Regions from separate parts of the Sus scrofa genome. Here region 2 is linked to region 1. The links are chromatin contacts, called in public Hi-C maps. All regions are on one chromosome and are shown on one strand. The core of a region is the stretch at or near the end of the contact, and the rest is flanking DNA. Distances in the headings are between cores, read along the strand shown. Region 1 holds the start of IREB2 (iron-responsive element binding protein 2). Region 2 holds the start of IDH3A (isocitrate dehydrogenase [NAD] subunit alpha, mitochondrial).

Evidence for each region. Hi-C and Micro-C count contacts between places; a contact is called where the count stands out from the background.
Region 2: a contact with region 1 is called in a Hi-C map of liver, with 4 times the contacts expected there. The contact joins the promoter of IDH3A here to the promoter of IREB2 in region 1. A contact is called at or near these places in 2 of 5 promoter capture datasets (fetal liver and liver) and 4 of 47 Hi-C or Micro-C datasets (epiblast stem cells, heart right ventricle, liver and 1 more).

Annotation. Positions count from the first base shown.
Region 1 is chr7:47,526,887-47,531,568 of Sscrofa11.1, reverse strand. IREB2 (iron-responsive element binding protein 2) reads left to right here and starts at 2,370. Exons shown (of 23, transcript NM_001167781.1): 1 at 2,370-2,467; 2 at 3,891-3,980. The coding sequence starts at 2,449.
Region 2 is chr7:47,776,927-47,781,608 of Sscrofa11.1, reverse strand. IDH3A (isocitrate dehydrogenase [NAD] subunit alpha, mitochondrial) reads left to right here and starts at 2,661. Exons shown (of 11, transcript XM_001927338.5): 1 at 2,661-2,771. The coding sequence starts at 2,745.

The DNA.
Region 1 (4,682 bases), core at 1,121-3,620:
AAAAGACGGCGGGGGGCGCTCTGCACCACTTTCCCTTCCTCTTTTGGAAGTTGTAAGACAACATAATTTTTCTGTATGATGCAGTCATCTTGCAACCGGGAGGCAGCAAGTCTGAGGAAGGAAAATTAATATGTTGAGGAGCATGGGGCCAAAATAAGGAATGTGCCTGGGTCTTTGATGGTGTTATTGATCTTGTTGCAGTAACCCTGGATCTGCCTACTATGGACATTATCGTGTGAGATAATTACAGATCTGTATTATTTAAGCTCCCATTGGTTGGGTATTCTCTTGCATGCAACTACAAGCATCTAACAAAGATATGGAGAATACAGTAAGTGGGCAATTACAATCAAGTGCTCTAATTGAAATATATAGGAAGATAAGGAAGCATTTCATCATATTCCCAAGCCAAACTGGGGGTTGTGGAGTTGTATTTTCTTTAGGAAATATCTGGACTAAGGCCTGAAGACTGAGTAGTAGCAGGACAGGGCACAGCACAGTGTTCCACAAAGGAAGAACAGCAAGTGAGACACTACAGCGTGACGGAGAAGTGATTCTGCCTAAAGGAAGTTTCCTGAAAAGGTACAAACAATAGGTATGAGATACCAGAGAGAACCCTGACTCAGTCACTTGGTAGCTGAGCAATGTTGTGTAAGTTTCTTAACCTCGCAGAGTTTCAGTCTCATTATCATGAAAATGACAATTACAGTAGTACTCATGTCCCAGGGTCTTTTTGAGAAGACTGTCAGTCATCTAGACAGGATATGTTCAAATCTAGACCTGGGTGGTGGCCGAGGGAATGGTTAGAAAGGCACATAAATAGAGGAACTATACTGGGGTTTGCTTCAGCAAGGCTTGTTGGGTTAGTGATTAGGGTAGAGGGTACAGGATCAAGAATGATGTCTCTGTGGGAGTTCCCTGGTGGCCTTGAGATTAAGGATCCCACGTTGTCACTGCTGGGGCTTGGGTTCGCTGCTGTAGCGCAGGTTTGATCTCTGGCCCAGAGATTTCTGCAAGCCACAGACACTGCCAAAAAGAGAGAGAGAAAAATGGTGTGTCTGTGTCTGGCATGGGTAACTTAGGGGTTGGTGGTGCCATTCATTGATACAGGCAATACTAAAGGAGTAAAGGGTTTTAAGGGGAAAATGATGACTTCTGTTTTGGAGATTTTGAGTCTGGGGTGCCTGTGAGATATGGAGTCATCCAATAGGTACTAGAATATACAACTATGGGCTTAGGGGATGTGTTTGGGTTTCAGGGACACCTCTGGGCTTAGGAGATGTGTTTGGGTTGGAGGTAGACTGGTAAATAAGAACATATAACTAATAACTGAAGCCAAAGGAGAGAGTGAGATGCGCCGGGAAAACAGTGCAAGGCCAGAGCCCTGGGATATATTTAATACCAGTACATTGAATGGCTGGGCAGAGGAAGAGGGGCCTGCAAATGAGACTGAGACGGAGCACCCTTAAGGATAGGAAGAAAAACAAGTAGCATCTGAGGTCACAAAAACTGATGGAAGAATATTTCTCAACAAGGGCAGAGATCAAGGAGAATAAGGATTGAGAAACGTGTGATTAGCGAATGGGGTTATGGCTGTCCTTGACCAGAGGTGTTTCTAGCGGGTGGAAAGCAGACTGGAGAGGGATAAGGAGTGGGAGGGGAAGGGAGAGCGCAACCAGCGCTCTCTGGAAAGCTGGCTGCCAACAGGAGATAAGGCGGCAGAGAACGCAGGTACTAGAGGAGCGGAGGCGGAGGCGGGATGGAGACTTTAGCATGATTAACTGCCCATGGGAAGGAGTGTGTGGAAAAGGAGAGAATGAAGCTACAGGGGTGAAAGGAAAATTCATTCAACAATTAGAGCGCTTCCTACATGCCAGATCAGTCCGGTCACCCTCTCCAAGAACACGCGTGCAGGCCACACATACGACAGGTTTAGCCTGAGACTATCTTCTGGTGAAAGGGGTTCGCCTTAGGCTGTTTTTCCTAGGAGTAGCAATTCTGACTCCTCCCTCCCCCACACCGCTGGATATCCCGCTGGAGCCCTTGCACCGCTGGATCTCACAACCTCAATTAGATATTTGAAGCCGCAACTTAGTAACGGATCGCTAGGAGGGCCAAGCTAGTGCCGTGGAAGATACAGCCGCTCCAGCCTTAGCGTCCGATCGCGAGAACAGGGACGCAGGCGCAAAAAATCGCCTTCTCGCTGGCTCCGCCCCTTCTCTTTCTTTGTCTCCACGTCCGATGATCTCGCGAGAGTTGGGCGGCAAATCCCGCGAGCTCAGACCTAGACCTGGGGTCGACTCTGCGGCTCTCGCGGTGTTTGCGCGAGACTGCTCTTTTCCTTCTTCCCTTGCGGGTCCGCCTGCCTTCCTCCCCTTTTTCCCCGCCCGGCCTCCCCCTCCTTACCCCGCGGGCCCCCTCCCCGCAGGGATAATATGGTCTCCGGCGATGGACGCCCCAAGTGCAGGTTAGTTTCAGTCCGCCCCCTGGGATGTGGCAGCTGGAGACGCGCGCTTCCCGGGCTCCGGGTCCTTTGCTTCTCGCCTGGAGTCACTCGGCCGGCTCCCGGGCCCTCTGGGCTCAGGTCCTGCTCCCTTAAGGCCTGCCTGATGGGCCTCACTCTCTGCTTCCAGGCCCCGAGAGCCCGGCCTCGCCGCCCTCGCCCCGCAGCGTGACCCCATCAGGCCCGTCCGCTCCGCCGCTGGCCTCGACCAGTGGCGGCGTCAGCCTGTTGGCCCCTTCCAGAGTCTTTTGGTACTCCTCACTTAGCACTACGGTCAGGGAGAGGCCCACTTTCGTCCTCTCCCCGCCCCCCATTTGTAAGAGATGAGGGTGGGGGCCGGCGTCTCCTTGGTTGGGTCTCTCGCAGATAGTTGTTTATTCCGCTGTCCAGCCTCAAGTCACTCCCTCTCTCTTTGCCTCTGGAAGCGGAGTGGGGGGCGGTCAAGGCCGAACACTGGTTAATCAGTTCCCAGACCATTTATTGCAGCTCTGGGTCTCCTCCGCCGCCCCCCTACCCCCAACCACCTTCTTAGCTTCCTCCTCAATAAAAAAGAGGAAAAACATTTAGTATTCCCCCAAAGTGAGCTCTGCTTATTGCTTCTCATTTCCGAGCAAGGTCCGAACAATGTTGAGGGTCCTGCCCACCCACCGCAATGAGTCTGCACAAAAGCTCTGAATGTTCTTTAACCTCAAGGCTGCCTCCCCACTACTTCAAGAATGTAGGAGTTGGGGTACATTCGCAGGAGACCCCTGGGTCTTTGTAGTTAAGCGTCAATTCATGCAAAACCAGGAAGACATGCTAATATACCCAGATGTTTTGTTTTTCACCTTTACCCTTAGTCTTAAGACCTATTAAGGTCTGACCTGATAAGTTGTTTTGGTTTGGTTTTGATTTTGTTCACGTTGTTGACTACAGTGTAAAAATCTGTCTTTTGATTATTTTTTTAAAAAAATTCTTATAGTTGTGACGGTTCTCAAATTGTCCTGTCTGTATTTACGCAGGTCTTCACAAAATATACCTATACTTCTTATAAATAATTCTTATTGTCCCTTTCTAGGTATTCTTTGTTATCACATTTCAAGAGTTATTTTACCAGTTTTTAATTCGAGAAGAGTCATGGTTTAGAGTTATACTATCCAATACAGTGGACGCTAGCTACATGTAACGATTTAAATTAATTAAAATTTAAAACTCTGTTCATTGTAACCATATTTCAAGTGCTTAATAGCCACATGTGGCTAATGGCTACCTTGATAGACAGTGCAAAGAATTGAACTTTTGGACCACTGCAGAAAATTTTATTGGACAAAGCTGATTTCTAGCTATTTTTTGTTTGAATAAAGGTCCTTTGTATCTGTGTTTAATGGAAGTATAATTTTTTTTTCAGGATATGCCTTTGAGTACCTTATTGAAACATTAAATGACAGTTCACATAAGAAGTTCTTCAATGTACCTAGACTTGGAGGCACCAAGTATGGTAATGTTGCCTAAATTTTCTTGGGTTTGTTTAGATTCTAATAATAAAAATGCAGTGGTTGAGCTGAGTTGAAGAAATTGTAAATTTATTTCCACCATGTTGTAGCAGTACATCTACACATATATGTAACATTTTAAACACTCTTCTTGGGACAGCTTTTATTTGAGGAAGATGTAAGCCCATACCTTACTTCTCATTTAGACTCTAAGTTAATGTAGTAATGATTTTTCCCCCCAAAGAAACTACTAATACAATTTTAAAAAACAACAGAAACCTGACTGGTGATATTTTAGAGCTATTAAATGTATATTTTAATTCTTCAAGTGAACAATGCCCACAGTTCTTTTTTTTTTTTTTTTTTTTTTTTTTTGGTCTTTTTGCCATTTCTTGGGCCGCTCCTGCGCATATGGACGTTCCCAGGCTAGGGGTCTAATCGGAGCTGGAGCTGCCAGCTTACACCAGAGCCACAGCAACGCGGGATCCGAGCCACGTCTATGACCCACACCACAGTTCACGGCAATGCAAGGCCAGGGATGGAACCCGCAACCTCATGGTTCCTAGTCGGATTCATTAACCACTGTGCCACAACGGGAACTCTAGTGCCCACAGTTCTTGATCTGCTATCCTTTGAATAGGAATCATCAACAGGGCCCACTGGTTTGAGTTGTTCACCAGGGCCTGATTTGCCCAGGCTTGTGCACC
Region 2 (4,682 bases), core at 1,412-3,911, 250 kb before region 1:
GATTCATTTCTTTGTCCTCACGATGCACCTGGCAGGCGCTAGGCTTGGGAAGGCTTTGTTGAGCTGAATGACCCCCGTCCTCAGGGGAAGCTTAGCATTTAGAAGTGCCTTAGTAATTAGGGGGCGTCCTAGTCTATGACATCAGCTTCATCGCTTACTAGCTGTACCTCTGTTTCTTCATGGAATTGTTGTGAAGGTTAAATGGATGTTGGAGAAAGTCATTTGGCATTTGTTTTGTTATCACTGAGCAGCCAGTGTCTTCAGTGTATAGGTCTATATTCCAGAAACAAAGACACAGCAGATTTTCTCTGGGCTCGTGGAGGAGCTCAAGGATATATAGCAGGAGAGAATGTGATTTGGTTTCTGGGAGAGACGGGAACCAGGTGCCAGGGGGGCGCTGAGAAGGCAGAGGGAATTTGTGGTTGAGTCTTGGGGGCTGGCTTTCCAAAAGGAACCAACATCTGAGCTGCATCTTGACAAATGGCTGGAATTTCAACAAGTGGAAATGGGGGCAAAAGGGCATTCAGGGAATGGCGGGAGCACAGGGCGGATAAAATATGGGAGGCATTTGGGAGCTGGCCAGGAGCCCTCCTTGGCTGGTGTTCCAGGACTTTGGGTTGGAAAGAGTGGCAGGAAATACAGCTGAAAAAAGACAGTGGTATAAGATGAATGCAAGGGAAATCCAGGAGGTTTTAGGGCCCGATGTGGCCCTGGTCGAGCTGTGAGTGATGGAGAGGGCTGTGTGGAGAAAGGACTGGAAGAGGCAGGTTGGTGGGTGAGGAGGCAGCTGCAATTGCTTGGAGGGCAGGGCTGGCCCTGGAGACAGGGCGGAGTGGGACTGTGGCGAACACTTCAGGGAGGGGCTGCCAGAGCCTGATGAGAGGAAAGCCCCAGGAGAAGAGACCAAGGAGATCCTTCTGTCCTGACAAAGCCACAGACTTAGCTGTGCTTTATTATTTTATCTTATGAAAGCCACTGGCATCACTTCTGCACCTAATTCACCACCTTTCTGGGTGGATGGGTAGCTCCTCTCTGGATGGACCCTTTTCCAGGGTGAGGAGGGGAGAGACTCGGTCTAAGTCACCCGGGTACCCAACTACCCTAGTACCCAAAGATCAGCAGAGCTTTAGGACTGTGTGTGGTTGCTGAGGAGAGGATGAGGAGGAAGGGGAGTAGGTATGTTAGTTCCTCAGAGAGGTCTTCTCTGCCCTCTGTGTTAGATTTGAATAGGTTCTCTGATTTTACCTTCTCATGACTCCTTGCATTCTTGCTTCTTGACACTTAGCACAGTTTTAAATTCCACGTTTGTGCAATACCGGATTGGTACCTTTCTATCCCACTAGTGTGTACGCACCAGCACTTAGAATGCAGTGGGGAGGAGAACGGGCCCTCCCAGAACAAAGGGAAAGCAACATGCAACACCAGCATCTGTGCCGCCTGCGCAGTTCTGCAACAGCGCAGCATAACCTGTATCGATGAGCGGAGGCGTATCTATAACTGTACACTCAGAAATTACAGAAGGCATGTTACCTTATGAGGGGGACAAAGGGACCAAAGTGTAAAAGAAAAAAATAATGGAGGGTATAGGGGCTCAGCCTTTGGATATGAATCCACTGAGCCAGTGCCAGCACGAATAAAAACGCTGCTTCCCGGCAAAAGGGCCTCTGTGTTCTGTCTCCCTGTATGTAAGTCCTGCAACAAGAAGAGTGCCTGGTACCTAGCTGGCACTCAAAAATATTTGTAGAGCTGTAAAGGCAGAAAGCAGATCAATAATTGCAGGGAGCTGGCACTGACTGCAAATGGACACAGGGAACATTTCTATAAGTTCAAAAACTGGATTGTGGTGATGGTTATCCCACGGTTTACATTTACTAAAAATCATTGAACTTAGAGTAAATTTTATGGCACATAAGTTATGCCTCAATAAAAGCTGTTAAGGAGTTTTCGTGTGGTGCAGCAGAGAGAATCCGACTAGGAACCACGAGGTTTCACGTTCAATCTCTGGCCTTGCTCAGTGGGTTAAGGATCCTGCGTTGCTGTGAGCTGTGGTGTAGGTCGAAGAGGCAGCTCGGATCTGTCGTTGCTGTGGCTGTGGCCTAGGCCGGCAGCTGTAGCTCCAATTAGACCCTTAGCCTGGGAACCTCTGTATCCCGCCTTTGAGGCCGTGAAAAAAAAAAAAAAAAAAAAAAGCCGTTAAAAAATAAACCGGATTGTAGTGATGGTTGTGCAACTGTTTACAGTTACTAAAAATCATCGCACTTTGATGCTTATGGTATGTAAGTTATACCTCAATGAAGCTGTTAAAAAATAAATACTTGTGGACCGAGTACATGATCTATCTCCCTCCCTGAGATTGTAAAGTCTATGAGAGAAGTTAATTCCTCAAATCTAGAAGACCGACTGGCATCTAGTGGGCGCGGAACAAACACCCCCCCTAAACAGTGAAATCGATGAATGAAGGAGTGGAAGGACTCCTACCGGAGATCCCGGCGAGTAGTTTCCGGGTCGCGGCTCCGGCCTGTGCTCCGGATGTCGGCGCGAGGCGAGCCCGACGATTGGCCAGCGGAGCCGGCGAGGTCCGAGGGGACCGGGAGCAAGTTCGGAGAATCCCGTAGGCGGGCCGGGGCTGGGCTTCCAGGGGGGGTGGGGCCTAGGGGGCGGGGCCAGGCGGGCGGGCGGGCGGGGCGCAGGCTGTGCGGCTGCGTACTATTGCCGCCGCCGTCGCCGCGGTCAGAGGGAGCGCGATGGCTGGGCCAGCGTGGATCTCCAAGGTGAGCGGGGGGGCAGGCCGGCTTGTGGCCCACGGGCTGGCGGCGTGCTGGGCGGGGGCAGGCGCGCAGGCCTGGACCGGGAGGCGGCGGCGCTCGGCTGGTTGGGAACAGTTACGGAACCTGACCTGGCCACCTGTGTGCCTGGCCGCGTGCAGTGTGTAGGCAGCCCTGTTCCCGGAAGGTCAAGCCTGAGGCGGGGACAGCAGCAAGGTCAAGGCCGGGGGCCCTGGCCCTGCTCCCGGCGATACTCGGGTGCCGCCGTCCGCATCTACCCGGGCAGAAGGCCAGGCCTTGCGCGGAATCTGGGAAGGTCATCGCAGCCGCCGCCCCGGCTCCGCCATCCTGGCCGCTTCCGAGGCTGCGGCCCTGCAGTCTTTTGATCGCTTGGAGTCCCCCGCAACACGGCTAGGGCCTTCCACTCGTGTCTGCTCCAGCCCTGGTCGCGTAACCTCCCTGGCCCGAGGGCACGTGCGTTAGGCTTGGGAGGTTTTCCCAGGTGAGGGAATCCTGAGGTCGTTTTCTTGCCAGACTTTTTTCTCCCTTGGAGCTCTTCCCAGTGAGCTCTTGTAGCTCTTTCCCCGTCAAAGGACACAGGGCATCTTGCACCTTGGAATTGCTGTCTCAACACTTGGGAGAGGGAGACCCGCAGCGCTTTCCTCTCACCTTTCATTAGCGAGAATCCTACGATCTGGAGAGCTTTAGCTCCCCTTGGCAGCTCGGATGCCCGAGCTGGAAAGGGTTTCAGAGCATCGCTGCAATTCATTGGTTCCTCAGTGGAACTAACCGTGCCTGAAAACTCAATTGCTCAAGGTCACACAGGAAGTAGGTATCAGAACAGGTGTCTCTGCGTTCCTAGGTCTAAGTCCCATTCTGCCTGCTCTGTGACCAAGGTCACACACTGACAGGCAGAGAGAAGAATGGGCCCTCGAGCCTCCTGTTGCTCTTAAAGAATGAACCCCTAGGAACCTACCTAAGCAATTTAGTTTTTTTCTATAAAATTTGATACTTTATTCCTCCTTTGAGTTTAAGGCGAAGTCCACATATATATTATTTAGTGAAAAGAGCTCTGCACTGGAATTTAGGAGTCTTAGATTTAAATCCTGGCAGTGCCACTAATTGGCTTTGTGACCCTGAGCAAATTACTTAACATTTCTGAGCCTTAATAAGCCCTTCTGTGAAATATCTATACTTGTTTCATAGAGCTTTTTGAGGATTGGTTCAAATAATGTGAAAGAAACATGCAGAAGGAATTCAAAAATACATATCTTACAGTCTTTAAGCAGACAATTGGGTATCAGTAGTTTTTTTTTATTTCTTTAACTTCTTTTTGTCTTTTGTCTTTTTAGGGCTGCTCCCCTGGCATATGGAGGTTCCCAGGCTAGGGGTCTAATCAGAACTGGAACTGCCAGCCTAAACCACAGCCCCAGCAACATCAGATCTGAGCTACATCTGCGAACTACACCACAGCTCACAGCAATACCGAATCCTTAACCCACTGAGTGAGGCCAAGGATCAAACCCACAACCTCATGGTTCCTAGTTGGATTTGTTTCCGCTGCTCCATGGACGGGAACTCCTCAGTAGTTGTTTTTCCCCCCCGCCCCCCAGTAACTGGGTTCTGCTTTGTTATCCTCTGCATTTACATGTGATTTATGTGTGATGGTACCTTATTTCACATTCGCTCCTGAAGGTAAAGCAACTCGTGTCTCTGTCTAAATAGAAATCAGTCCTTTAATCACTGAGTTTACACTGAACACCTAATCATCTTTGGCAAGTACATTAAGAATGAGGGACTAAAACAGCTGGTAAATGTGCTAGTAAATTTATTTTGCCTTTAGTGTGGTCTACAAGAAAAAAACACAGGAGGTATTCAGAAGGTTTGTGGAATCAGAGGATAAAGTTCTCCTCTGAC